Regions from separate parts of the Mus musculus genome. Here all the other regions are linked to region 3. A link is a contact called in public Hi-C and Micro-C data. All regions are on one chromosome and are shown on one strand. The core of a region is the stretch at or near the end of the contact, and the rest is flanking DNA. Distances in the headings are between cores, read along the strand shown. Region 1 has its middle 12 kb from the start of Mettl21c. Region 2 overlaps Tpp2 (tripeptidyl peptidase II). Region 3 holds the start of Uxs1 (UDP-glucuronate decarboxylase 1).

Region 1 (3,574 bases), core at 930-3,429, 200 kb after region 3:
TGATTGGGCAATAGGTAGAGGTAGGCAGGTTTTCAGTTACTTAGCTGGTGATTGCACGTAGAGAGGGGGAAAGGAGAAAGGACAAAAAGAGAGAAGGAAGCTGCCATTAAAGTAGATGGACAATGAGCACAGGAGAAACAGCAAGTAACAAGGGACACATAGCTGGGGTGTAAGTTAAAATAGCTCCAAAAGCTGCCCTATCTAGGCTTCTAGCTTGTAAATAAATACCAGGATTCAGTGTCTTTTATATGGGGTAGCTAGAATTTGTAATTTTTTTTAACAAGGATATCTTGTATAGGGATATCTGACAGAAAGAGCCTTCAGTGAAGATGAGAGGAGGGGGCAGTTTGAATGTATATGTTATCGGAATCCTATCTCTATCTAGCTTTTTATCCCTCTGGTTCCTAACTTGTTGAAAGGTGCTGCCCACAGTCAGGGCATGTCTTTCTTCCTTCCTCAGGAGCTGTCCCACATTTGAATACTCTTTGTAAATACCTCTTTGCACAACCATAAGTGTGCTTTACTAATGCTACACATCTCCTAGTACATTCAGGTCCACACAGTGTTCTGTGGGTTGACCCTCACAGGTATCTAAGAGGAGTATTCCCAAGGACACATTCCTAATGACTAAACTATACATTGACTTTAAATGACTAGAAAATTAAGTACTAGAAACAAGCATAGGTCAATTTCTTTGTGAGTTTGAATTAAAAAAAACATTTTCACAATGATTTAGTTCAAAGTCTATTTACAAAAGATGATTACACTTAACCACATAATATTTAAATAATACATGAGGATACAATAGGACTTAGCAAGCTAGGAAAGAAATTGTTAAATCTCTGACAAATAACTTTTAAAAGACACCTAAAATTGACTAGCATTCAAGTTTTAGAAAATTTAGAGAAATATGCAAAATATGAAGTTAAAAACTTAAAAAAAAAATCTTTAAAAACACTTAAACCTGGCTGTGATGCCTTTAATTACAGCACCCAGGAAGCACAAGCAGGCCAATCTCTGGGTTTAAGGCCAGCGTGGTCTACTGAGTGAGTTCCAAAACAGCCAAGGCTACACAGAGAACAACTGTCTTGAAACAACAAATAAATAAACAAATAAGTGACTTTACCCATAAAAATGCTCAAATTCATGTAGATATGATAAACATATTCATTTTCAGTGCAGAATTCTATGAGAGTTCACACACTAGCAGATTTACAGCACATCTAAAAGCTCTAGAACAAAAAGAAGCAAATACATCCAAGAGGAGAAGACAGCGGGAAATAATCAAACTCAAGGCTGAAATCAACCAAGTAGAAACAAAGAGAACTACACAAAGAATCAACAAAACAAAAAGCTGGCTTTTTGAGGAAATCAACAAGATAGATAAACCCTTAGCCAAATTAACTAGAGGGCACAGAGATAGTATTTAAATTAATAAAATCAGAAATGAAAAGGGAGACAACAACAGAAACTGAGGAAATTAAAAAAATAATTAGATCCTACTACAAAAATCTATACTCATCAGTGGAATAGAATTGAAGACCCAGAAATGAACCCACACACCTATGATCATTTGATCTTTGACAAAGAAGCTAATATCACTCAGTGGCAAAAGACAGCACTTTCAAAAAATGGTGCTGGTTCAACTGTTGGTCTGCATGCAGAAAAATGCAAATCAATCCATTCTTATCTCCTTGGTCAAGTCCAAGTTGATCAAGGACCTCCACATAAAACCAGATACACTGAACTTAATAGAAGAGAAAGTAGAGGAGCCTCAAACATGTGGCACAGGAGAAAGTTTCCTGAGCAGAACACTAATGGCTTATGCTATAAGATCAACTATAGATAGATGGAACCTCATAAAATTGCAAAGCTTCTGTAAGGCAAAGGACACTGTCAGTAGGACAAAATGGCAATCAACAGATTGGGAAAAGATCTTTATCAACCCTACATCTGCTAGAGGGCTACTATCCAATATATACGAAGAACTCATGAAGTTAGACTCCAGAGAACCAAGTAATCCCATTAAAAATTGGAGAACAGAGGTAGACAGAATTCTCAACTGAGTAAACTCGAATGGCTGAGAAGCACCTAAAGAAATGTTCAACATCCTTAGTCATCAGAGAAACGAAACCAAAACAACCCTGGGATTCCATCTCACACCAGTCATACACCAATTGTAAAAGGATAACATCACTGAGCAAAGGTGGGAAATTACAATAGAGGTATTAGGCTGTCACCACTTGAATGCTTTGATCAATCTTAGTACCACTAAAAATAGAAACCAGGCATTAGTTGTCTCCTGGTGTAATTGAACATGAGGCACAGAGCACCAACTATGATGTATTCTTGCCAAACAAAACAAGAACAAAATGAATTTGAACTTGATCTAGTCAAGTGTCTGGGGAAACACAAGGGAAAGAGAAAGAAGTTAAATTAAACCACAAGTGAGCAAAGAAACAAATCAAAATGTAGAATATTCTATAAGACAGTTGGTCTGGTTGCTGGGTAGACAATGTCAAGAAGGGAAAGTCGTAGTATTACTGGGAGCCCACCCAAGGTGACCACTGAAGTCTTTATTCCAGCCAGCTGCGACTACACCTAAGGATTTTGGGACCCAACTGTAACTTCAAATGTTTGGATATGGGTTTGTTTGGTTTGTTTGTCTTGTATTTTTTTAAGGCAAAAACCATATCCTTATATCTCACATCGGTGATGCAGGAGAGATTTTACAAAAGCAAGCAGTTTGAGAAACATAAACTGAGATAAGCAAAGACCTGAAAGAGGTTTTCACAAGCGGACAGTGTGACAGAAGCTAATACAACTTAGCTGGGACATCTCGACTTTGGGTTTCTAAAGTAGAGTTCAGTAATTTTGCACAGAACTCATTCTCAAGGAGGTAAAATTTTAGTAAAACCTAAATAACCTCAGAAAGAGTACAAGTTGAAGGAAACTTCATTCTTACTGTCTTGCCCTTTCACAGCAGCGGAGAGAGTTTCGGTTTGATTCATAGAGATGACTGTAATAACTGAGTAGAATAAATGAACCTTAATCTAATTTTTTGTTACAGTTAATATTTTTATTTATTGGAAGGGGATATGTTATCAGATACTATAAACAATTTTGAATAAAAGAAAGACGAACAGTGAACACCACCTTGTTTTTTTAAAAGAAATTATAGTGTTTGGGGAGTGTAGCTCAGTCAGGGGCTTGCTCAGTGTGCACCATGTCCTGTGTTTAGTCCTCAGCACCAGGTAAAACTAAGATAATAGGCACATGCCTATTACCACAGCATCCCAGCAAGGTTCGGCAAGAGGGCCAAAAGTTGAAGATTGCCTTTGACTACCTAGCAAATGTGAAGCCAGGATGGGCTACATACAAGAGGCTCTGGCTCAAAAATTACATGAACAATTCCCATAAACATAAAAATTATCAGTTGCCCATATGGATATGATTGCACCAACAGGCAACACTGGCCATAGCATTATCTACATTTTTTTTACTTATTATTTAGGCCCCAATTTTGATAATTGTGTTTAGGGAGTGTAAGACAATAGCCATGCTGTAAGGTGCA
Region 2 (3,702 bases), core at 632-3,131, 140 kb after region 3:
TCCTCTTCAAGTCTTACCTCCCACCTGCCTCTTCTAGTTCACTCCTTTTCTGACTCGTGTAACTTTCTCCTCTGCCCAGTATGGATGAGTCGTACTGGGGAGTAGTCTGCCTCCATCCCCAGTCAGTAATCACCAGACAGTGAGTCAGACCTCCAGGACAGATCCTAGTCTCTACTCATTTTTACTCCTTCAAACTCACCAAATAGCTCAAGGTCAGATGTCTGTCTCTCTTTGAATACTCAGCTCTCTCGCCTGCAAATCCTTTCTGCCATGTTTCAGATTTGAAAACTCATACATTCTACAAGAATCAGCTCATCTACCAGTTGTTCCTAATGGACTTTGATCTTTTTAGAATTCTCATGGAGGTGATTATAGCGTCCTTGGTTTGCATCATGGAGTATTTATTCCTTTCTTTTTTTTTTTTCTTTTCTTTTTTTTTTTTTTTTTTGGCACATTACAATATATTACTGGTGGATAATATATTGGCAATAGCCTTCTGTGTTTGAAATCTGGTTCTACGCTGTAATCACATGGTACTTAAGTCATTGAAGAGTCTGGTCTGCTGTGAAACATGACAGGTGTTTTTGATTTGTTTAAGTTCCACTGGTAATTATAAAATATAATTGAGTTGAAAATTGCTGTTACCAACTATAGTGCTGAATCTATGATATTTTAAAGAAAATGCCATTACAATGCCCCTAAGATGCCTGCTTGGTACATCCATGTCATATCTACGTAGCCTGCATTGATGTGATTGTGGGTTGGCATGCAATGAATTTTTTTCTTAAAGTACTTGTGTGATGCAAGCAGTTTAAATCAACTTTAATTTTTTTTTTCAACTTTAATTTTTAAGAAAACATTTAGAAGTGAGTGTTAAAAGAAAACAGCAGAAAAGAATACATATTAACATCTTGGTGAAGGGAGAGTGTTTCAACTAGTGAGTTCATTAACATTAGTTTCTTAGGTGTTTGTTTGTTTGTTTTTAGGGCTGAAAGCAAATAATGTTGACTATACTGTACACTCAGTCAGAAGAGCTCTAGAAAATACTGCAATAAAAGCTGACAATATAGAAGTATTTGCCCAAGGACATGGAATTATTCAGGTACTTGTTGTCTGTGTACTAAAATAACTAGAAAGCATTGAGATAATGTTGTAAATATTGCTCTGTAATAGTGATTCAGCATGTCTAAACTTTAGATGTGGCCATTATAGAACTATAATCAAAAAGGGCACAAAGGCTCTTTGTAGGTAAAAGAGATTAACTGCATTTAAGTAAAAGAAACATTTGGAGTATATAGAGATTAGAAAATCAAAGTGTTTAAAAGTCAGACGTAAGTTACCGAGTGATCTTAGCTCATGTGAGAATAACTGTGAATGCAGACTGAAGTAGAAACTATGCATCAATTAAATTTCAGAATGGTATTTTCTTTAAAAGCACAAATTTACTTTTCCTTTCCTTTCTCTTTCCCTCCCCACCCCACCCCCCTTTGGTTTTTGTTGTTGTTGTTGTTGTTGGTTTTTTGAGACAAGGTTTCTTTGTAGCCCTGGTTGTCCTGGAACTAGCTCTGTAGCCCAGGTTGGCTTCAAAACATAGAGATCTCCCTGTCTCCCACATGCTGGGATTAAAGGCATGGGCTACCACTACCCAGCTGATTTGCCATCTTAACTGTGTTATTGATTTATTTTAGAGAAATGAATATAGAGATTAGCTTTGCTACAGCTAAAATTTAATTGATGCATAATTTGTTGGTTTTAATTTAATTTTATTTGTAATTCATTTTTTACACTCCATATTCCATTTCCTGCCCCTCCCCTACCACCCTTCAACTGCTTCACATTCCACACCTCCTGACCACACCCTGTCTCCACGTGGATGACCCCACCCTCCACCCCACCTGACCTCTAAACTCCCTGGGGCCTGCAGTCTCTTGAGGGTTGTTAGGTGTATCATCTCTGTTTGAACACAGACTCGGAAGTCCTCTATTGAATGTGTGTTGGGGGCCTCATATAAGCTGGTGTATGCTACCTGTTTGGTGGTCCAGTGTTTGAAAGATCTCGGGGGTCCAGATTAATTAAGACTGATGCATAATTTGTAATAAAATATTTTCTTTACCTAGCCATTTACATGCTACCATTTATATTCTTTTAGGTTGACAAAGCTTATGACTACCTCATTCAAAATACATCATTTGCTAACAGATTAGGTTTTACAGTTACTGTTGGAAATAACCGTGGTATCTACCTCCGAGATCCTGTCCAGGTGGCTGCTCCTTCAGATCATGGTGTTGGCATTGAGCCTGTATTTCCAGAGAACACAGGTAAGTACTAGGGTGGCAGTAAGCAGAAGCATTTGTATTTGTGGCTTAAATGAATGGTAAATAAAAGAAGAATGCTGCTTTGCTTGTCTGATGTCTAAAGTAATGTTTACCCACCTTCCTAATACTGTTACCCTTTAATACAATTCCTCATGTTGTGGTGACTCCCAACCATAAAATTATAACTATAATTTTGTTAGTTATGAATTGTAATGTAAATATCTGTGTTTTCTGATGGTCTTAGGCAGTCACTGAAAGATTTGTCATGACCCAAACCACTCACTGTTCTTAGGAGAAAATACAAATTAACAAGTGATTATTTTAAAATTTAATAGATTTGGTGGAAAATATTTATTAGAGACCCCAGTACCATGGCAGTTCATTCAGGATCTTGACAATGAAGGAAAAGAGTGGGCCCCGGCCTTCAGTGGCCCATAATTTATTAAGCCTATAATAAAATTATAGTTTATTTTCTTTCCATATCTCATTCCTTGGATAGAAGGCAGAGCTTTAGGTGAGTGTGGGAAGTAAACACAGCTGTGAGTTGGTGAGGAACTGTTGTTTTGTATCTGGCAGTTTATTTTAGTCAGCTGCTTGATCTCTACGTGCAATGATACAAAAGGTCCACTAAACTGTTTATAAGGCTTAGCAGTGATGGATGAAAATATGTGTGAATCACAAGAAGATTCTGCATTTTTATTTAAGTTATAATTTTGGTATCCTATCTAATGTATTATACAGTTGACCAAACTAGAAAAAGAGGAAATGCTGAGTCTTAATTTTTTTTTTTTTAATGCCAGAAAACTCTGAAAAAATATCCTTTCAGCTTCATTTAGCTTTAACTTCAAATTCATCTTGGGTTCAGTGTCCCAGCCATTTGGAACTCATGAATCAGTGTCGGCACATAAACATACGTGTGGACCCCAGGGGCTTAAGAGAAGGGTTACATTATACAGAGGTATTGTAACATCTATTGTTTTTCTTTTCTCTTTGAAATGTTTGAGAAGGTGAAAGTAAATAATCTCTGATGTGTTTTCTCTCATTAAAAATCTAACCTTTTCACTTACTAGATTTTCTAACTTTTCTGTATCCATTTAAGCAGTTAGTTATATAGTGTTGCATTCTTCTGTGAAGAAGGCTGAGGGAGATAGAAATAGCAAAGCCTTTTTTTTTTTTTTTTTTTTTTTTTGGTTTTTCGAGACAGGGTTTCTCTGTATAGCTCTGGCTGTCCCTAGAACTCACTTTATAGACCAGGCTGGCCACAAATTCAGAAATCTGCCTGCCTCTGCCTCCCGAGTGCTGGGACTAAAGGCATGCGCCACCACGCCTGGCTACGCAAAGCCTTTTTGATCAGGCCTCTGTACTTTGTTAATTATGCAGTGTAGCT
Region 3 (3,876 bases), core at 964-3,463:
CAGTTTGTAAACTTAACCTTTTTTTGACATGAGTACTGGACTCAGGACCTTCTCTTTCCAAGCAAATGGTTCTCAAAGCGCTGTCTCCCTCAGAAGGACTTCTGGGTTGCTGAGACTCTGAAGCCACCCCAGACTACAGAGTGAAACAAATATAAATAAAAGACAAACAAGAAACTACTCGATAAACCAAGCTATTGAAAATGGAAATTATCAGGCCACATCCCAGAACCGCTGAACACAGAACAAACTGTTTTAAAACCCTACTGGATGACTCTGATGCACTCAAGAGTGTGCTGAACTACTGGGTCTATGTTCTGTACCATCAAGGCAAAACCCTGATGTTTCTGCACTTCATGCTGTGCCCTGTTACCACTGTCTACAACTGACAATGTTAACAACTGAGAGAAACATGATGGTCAAATGAAAACTCTTGCTATAGCTTCATAAATTCCCTATTATCAATTCTAAACACCTATGCCTCACTTCGGTATCCCTCCCTAAGTAAATCAGCCCTGAAATTGCTATCCAGAGACCTGACTTCTAGACCCAGATCACTGCCTTTCGGGCTGGAATGAATCTTGGCCCTCTAAGATTGATAAAGGTGCTAATCCCTCATGCTTTTAATTTTCTCACCCATAAAACACTATTACTATTCATATTTACCTGTATTACCCCTGGCAGGATAAGGATCATACCTATACATACAGTTAAGCACTCAGCTAACTTAGGCATTACTAATAAAACAGTAATAATTACTCAGCTGTAAGGGGTCTTTTTCTTGAATAATCATCTTCTTCAATACAGACCACACTTGAAGTTAATTCTTCCTTCCTTGCTGAAACCAATCAAATCTACCAAGCCACCCAGATCTAAAACTTCTCCTAGCAACCAGAAGCCTTTCCAGAGCTTCCTGGCTGCTGCTGCTGCTGCTGCTGCTGCTGCTGCTGCTGCTGCTCCTCCTCCTCCTGCTCCTCCTCCTCCTCCTCCTCCTCCTCCTCCTCCTCCTCCTCCTCCTCCTCCTCTTGCAACAGCTGAGCTGTAGCAGCCAGTCTGCATCCTACTAACACCATCATCCCATCAGTTGAACCCACGTTCCAAAGTACCTACTCACCTGGGAATCAGACCCTGGAAACTCAATCACTTAGCAGTTTTCATTCGAGTATGTTTGCCTGGGTGGCCAGGATTCAGAAGGAGCTCACTCACTCTGAGAGCTATTTTTAGCCCAATTTTGGTACTTGGTAAAGTAGTAATAGCTGTTATATCCAGTTGCACAGAGCAAAAACAAACAAACAAACACCAAAAAACTAGACTTTGCCTTCTCTGAGAAGCTGAGGGCCCCTCAAGATAAACAGGCTAAGGATCCAATTGACACCCGCCCCGCCTGCCCCCTATGCTGTGCCTCCTTCCGCGACACGCTGGAGGAGTACCTGGTGGCGCGGGAGGAGAGTGGGGAGCGGGGAGTGTGAGACAGGATATCAGAGCATGGCCACACAGGGCATCCACGGAGAATGGCAACACTCAGCTGCTGAGTAATTTTCCTGCGGAGCAAACAGTCGGAGCAGGGACCCTGCCAATAGCTATAATATTTTTATCCTACTTAACCAGCACCGTCCCCAAGGATGTCCCCGCGCCGCACTCTCCAGGTTCACCCTAACCCTAACCCTGGGTGCTGTGGACAGCACAGCACAGCGGTTCGGGTCAGTACGAGCTGGCGGGCGCTGCGAGGTTGGCCGAGTCCGCAGTGTCTACAGCTCGGGGAACGTGTCCACCGCGTCCCGGGCAAAGGCCCCAACACCGGCCACCGGTCCGACGCCGGGCCTACGCGGAAGCGGGCAGCAAGCAAAGCGGCCAGCGGCTCCACAGCACAAGTTCAGCCTCGTGGAAGCTGTGAACCGGTCCCCGGCCCTGAACAGCCTGCTGCTCGGCCGCAGCGCCCGCTCCCCGCCGCGCGGGAATGAATGGGCTCCCGCCCACCGCGCACGCACTCACAGGCGGCGTAGGCGAACAGCGCGATGCCGAGCAGAAGCTTCATCCTCCTGCGGTTGACTGAAGAGACAAGGCGCAACAGCCCCTTGCTCACCATGCCCGGGAACCGCTCGGGTCCGGGGCCTGCCGCGCCGGCCAGCCGCAGCACAATGCGCGGCGGCCCGAGCCCCGCCCCCGTGCACCAGCCCCACCCCCGCGCGCCCGGCTTCCTGCCGGCTAAACCACTGCGCTCGCGCGGCTGGGTCCCGGCCTCCGGCTCCGCCCACAGCCGTGCCCCGCCCTCATCCTCCTTTTCCCCGCAAGCGCAGTGTAATCCCTGAGTTTTCAGGATGGTGTCAATCAACCAGGGATGGGTGGGCACAGTGGGTGGCTCGGAGCGCGCATGCGCAGCCCAGTGTGCTTGCCCCCTTTTCGCTGCTGGGGTAGCGTTCGACGTTTGGCGCGGATCTCGGAAGTTCGCCTGCAACTTGCAGGGCGCTTGCGCGTTCTTAGTCCTACACGGCCGGCTGGGCTGTGGCCTCGCGCTGTTGGAGATGAAGAACTGGTTTGCTGTAATTGGTGTGTCTTGACAGTGAACAGTTGAGTTTCTATGAGTGCGGGGCTAGTAAGTTGCCTTCTTAGCTGTTCTTTTTGCAAGGCAGGAAAGTGATAAATCCCAAACGCGCCGGTGAATCGACAACACTTCTCTTCATTTTCTTTATTTTAAAGATGAAGGGTATATTATCATGAAGAGGTTGTTAATCGTTGGAATTTAGGACAAACCACACTGCAGTGGGAACAGCAGAAATGAGCAGGGATCATTTCTGGTACAAAGTGTATGGGAATAATTTCAGAACAACAGACACTTTGCCTGATCATAGTTACCAAAAGCGAGACAGAATGCTCTGGTTATGTCTTCTCCTTAAGCATAGCACAATGAGATCTGAGGTACTTTTCCTCTCAGATGTTTGAATATTAATGAGACTCAGTGTTGGCAGACAGTTTCACATTCATAACAACCCTGATAAAAGATAGAAACATGAGGGCTGCTTGAAGACCTATGAAGAAAGGGTTGCCATCTTCAGATTGTATGAGTGTACTGTAATGTTGGGATGTCTGCATGGTTAAGGAGGGAAGAACATAGACCGGAGACTGTGACTCTGGATTTTCATGTCTCCATCTGTAAGTCATTTCCAATTCAGGAATTTTCTGGTGAGTTTTAAGAACTAAAAACTATCCATTGAAAGGACAATTTAGAGCAAAAGCTCCACATCCTATCAAATAGGCAGACTCTTGTCAAAAGTAACTACATTAATAGTGTAGAACACAGAGGTTCCTAAAAGTGACCCATAAAACTTTGCTTTGAGCAATAGTGATAGGAAATGGTGAATTAATCAGTTGATTTTGGACTGTATCACCCAGTACTGTATTGTACCTGTCAAGCTATATCCTAAGGGAATGCATACAAAGAGTCTTCAGAAACACATGTTCTGCTAGGCCTTAGGGTATTTGATAGAATCAGAAAAGTCCTCTTTCCTTAAGATACCTTCCATCCATCTGTCAGGAAATTGTCATAATAAATGCATACCCTTTTGTCTGTAACATTGTACAGATCTATGGTGTATATCTTAAGTGCATCCAGGAAAGGAAATGGAGTTGAATGATATTCCCTGTGCACTAGGGGCTGTGGAGCTGGGTAGGTATATCTGCTCTGATGGGGTTTTCTGGAGTGCAACTGGATTATAATTACTACGAGAGCTCCAAAGAAGCAAGCTGCTGAAACATGAAAAACCTCCATAAAATAGTCTCTCTCCTCATGTTCTTCCCTGTTTGTCTCCATTGACAAAGACACATAGTCAAGGGCATAGACAGGGGAAGGAGATGGTACTGAACTGAGTCAAATGGAGGGAG

What was found. A called contact is a pair of places that touch in the nucleus more often than the background predicts.
Region 1: a contact with region 3 is called in a Hi-C map of regulatory T cells, with 1.9 times the contacts expected there. The contact joins the enhancer-like site here to the promoter of Uxs1 in region 3. A contact is called at or near these places in 3 of 39 promoter capture datasets (the 3T3-L1 cell line, cranial neural crest and pre-B cells), 3 of 484 Hi-C or Micro-C datasets (LSK cells, nephron progenitors and regulatory T cells), 5 of 115 datasets of contacts at active chromatin or transcription factors (CD8 T cells, effector CD8 T cells, embryonic stem cells and 1 more) and 2 of 9 other capture datasets (adipose tissue and liver).
Region 2: a Micro-C map of embryonic stem cells shows a contact between it and region 3, with 2.3 times the contacts expected there. The contact joins the enhancer-like site here to the promoter of Uxs1 in region 3. A contact is called at or near these places in 2 of 39 promoter capture datasets (the C10 cell line and cranial neural crest), 1 of 484 Hi-C or Micro-C datasets (embryonic stem cells) and 2 of 9 other capture datasets (adipose tissue and liver).

Annotation. Positions count from the first base shown.
Region 1 is chr1:44,030,207-44,033,780 of GRCm38.p6, forward strand. It overlaps a transcript of Mettl21c not described here. Among named protein-coding and RNA genes, the nearest start is that of Mettl21c, 12 kb to the left of the region's middle. Within about 2 kb of position 2,180, at least 1 of the 459 cell types and tissues checked has an H3K27ac peak or open chromatin away from gene starts, as enhancers often do. A contact at or near this core is called in regulatory T cells, where this site is marked.
Region 2 is chr1:43,969,415-43,973,116 of GRCm38.p6, forward strand. It overlaps Tpp2 (tripeptidyl peptidase II), which reads left to right. Exons shown (of 29, transcript NM_001310540.1): 12 at 987-1,102; 13 at 2,150-2,318; 14 at 3,116-3,273. Among named protein-coding and RNA genes, the nearest start is that of Tpp2, 37 kb to the left of the region's middle. Within about 2 kb of position 1,882, at least 18 of the 459 cell types and tissues checked have an H3K27ac peak or open chromatin away from gene starts, as enhancers often do. A contact at or near this core is called in embryonic stem cells, where this site is marked.
Region 3 is chr1:43,825,626-43,829,501 of GRCm38.p6, forward strand. It overlaps Uxs1 (UDP-glucuronate decarboxylase 1), which reads right to left and starts at 2,214. Exons shown (of 15, transcript NM_026430.4): 1 at 1,990-2,214. The coding sequence starts at 2,083.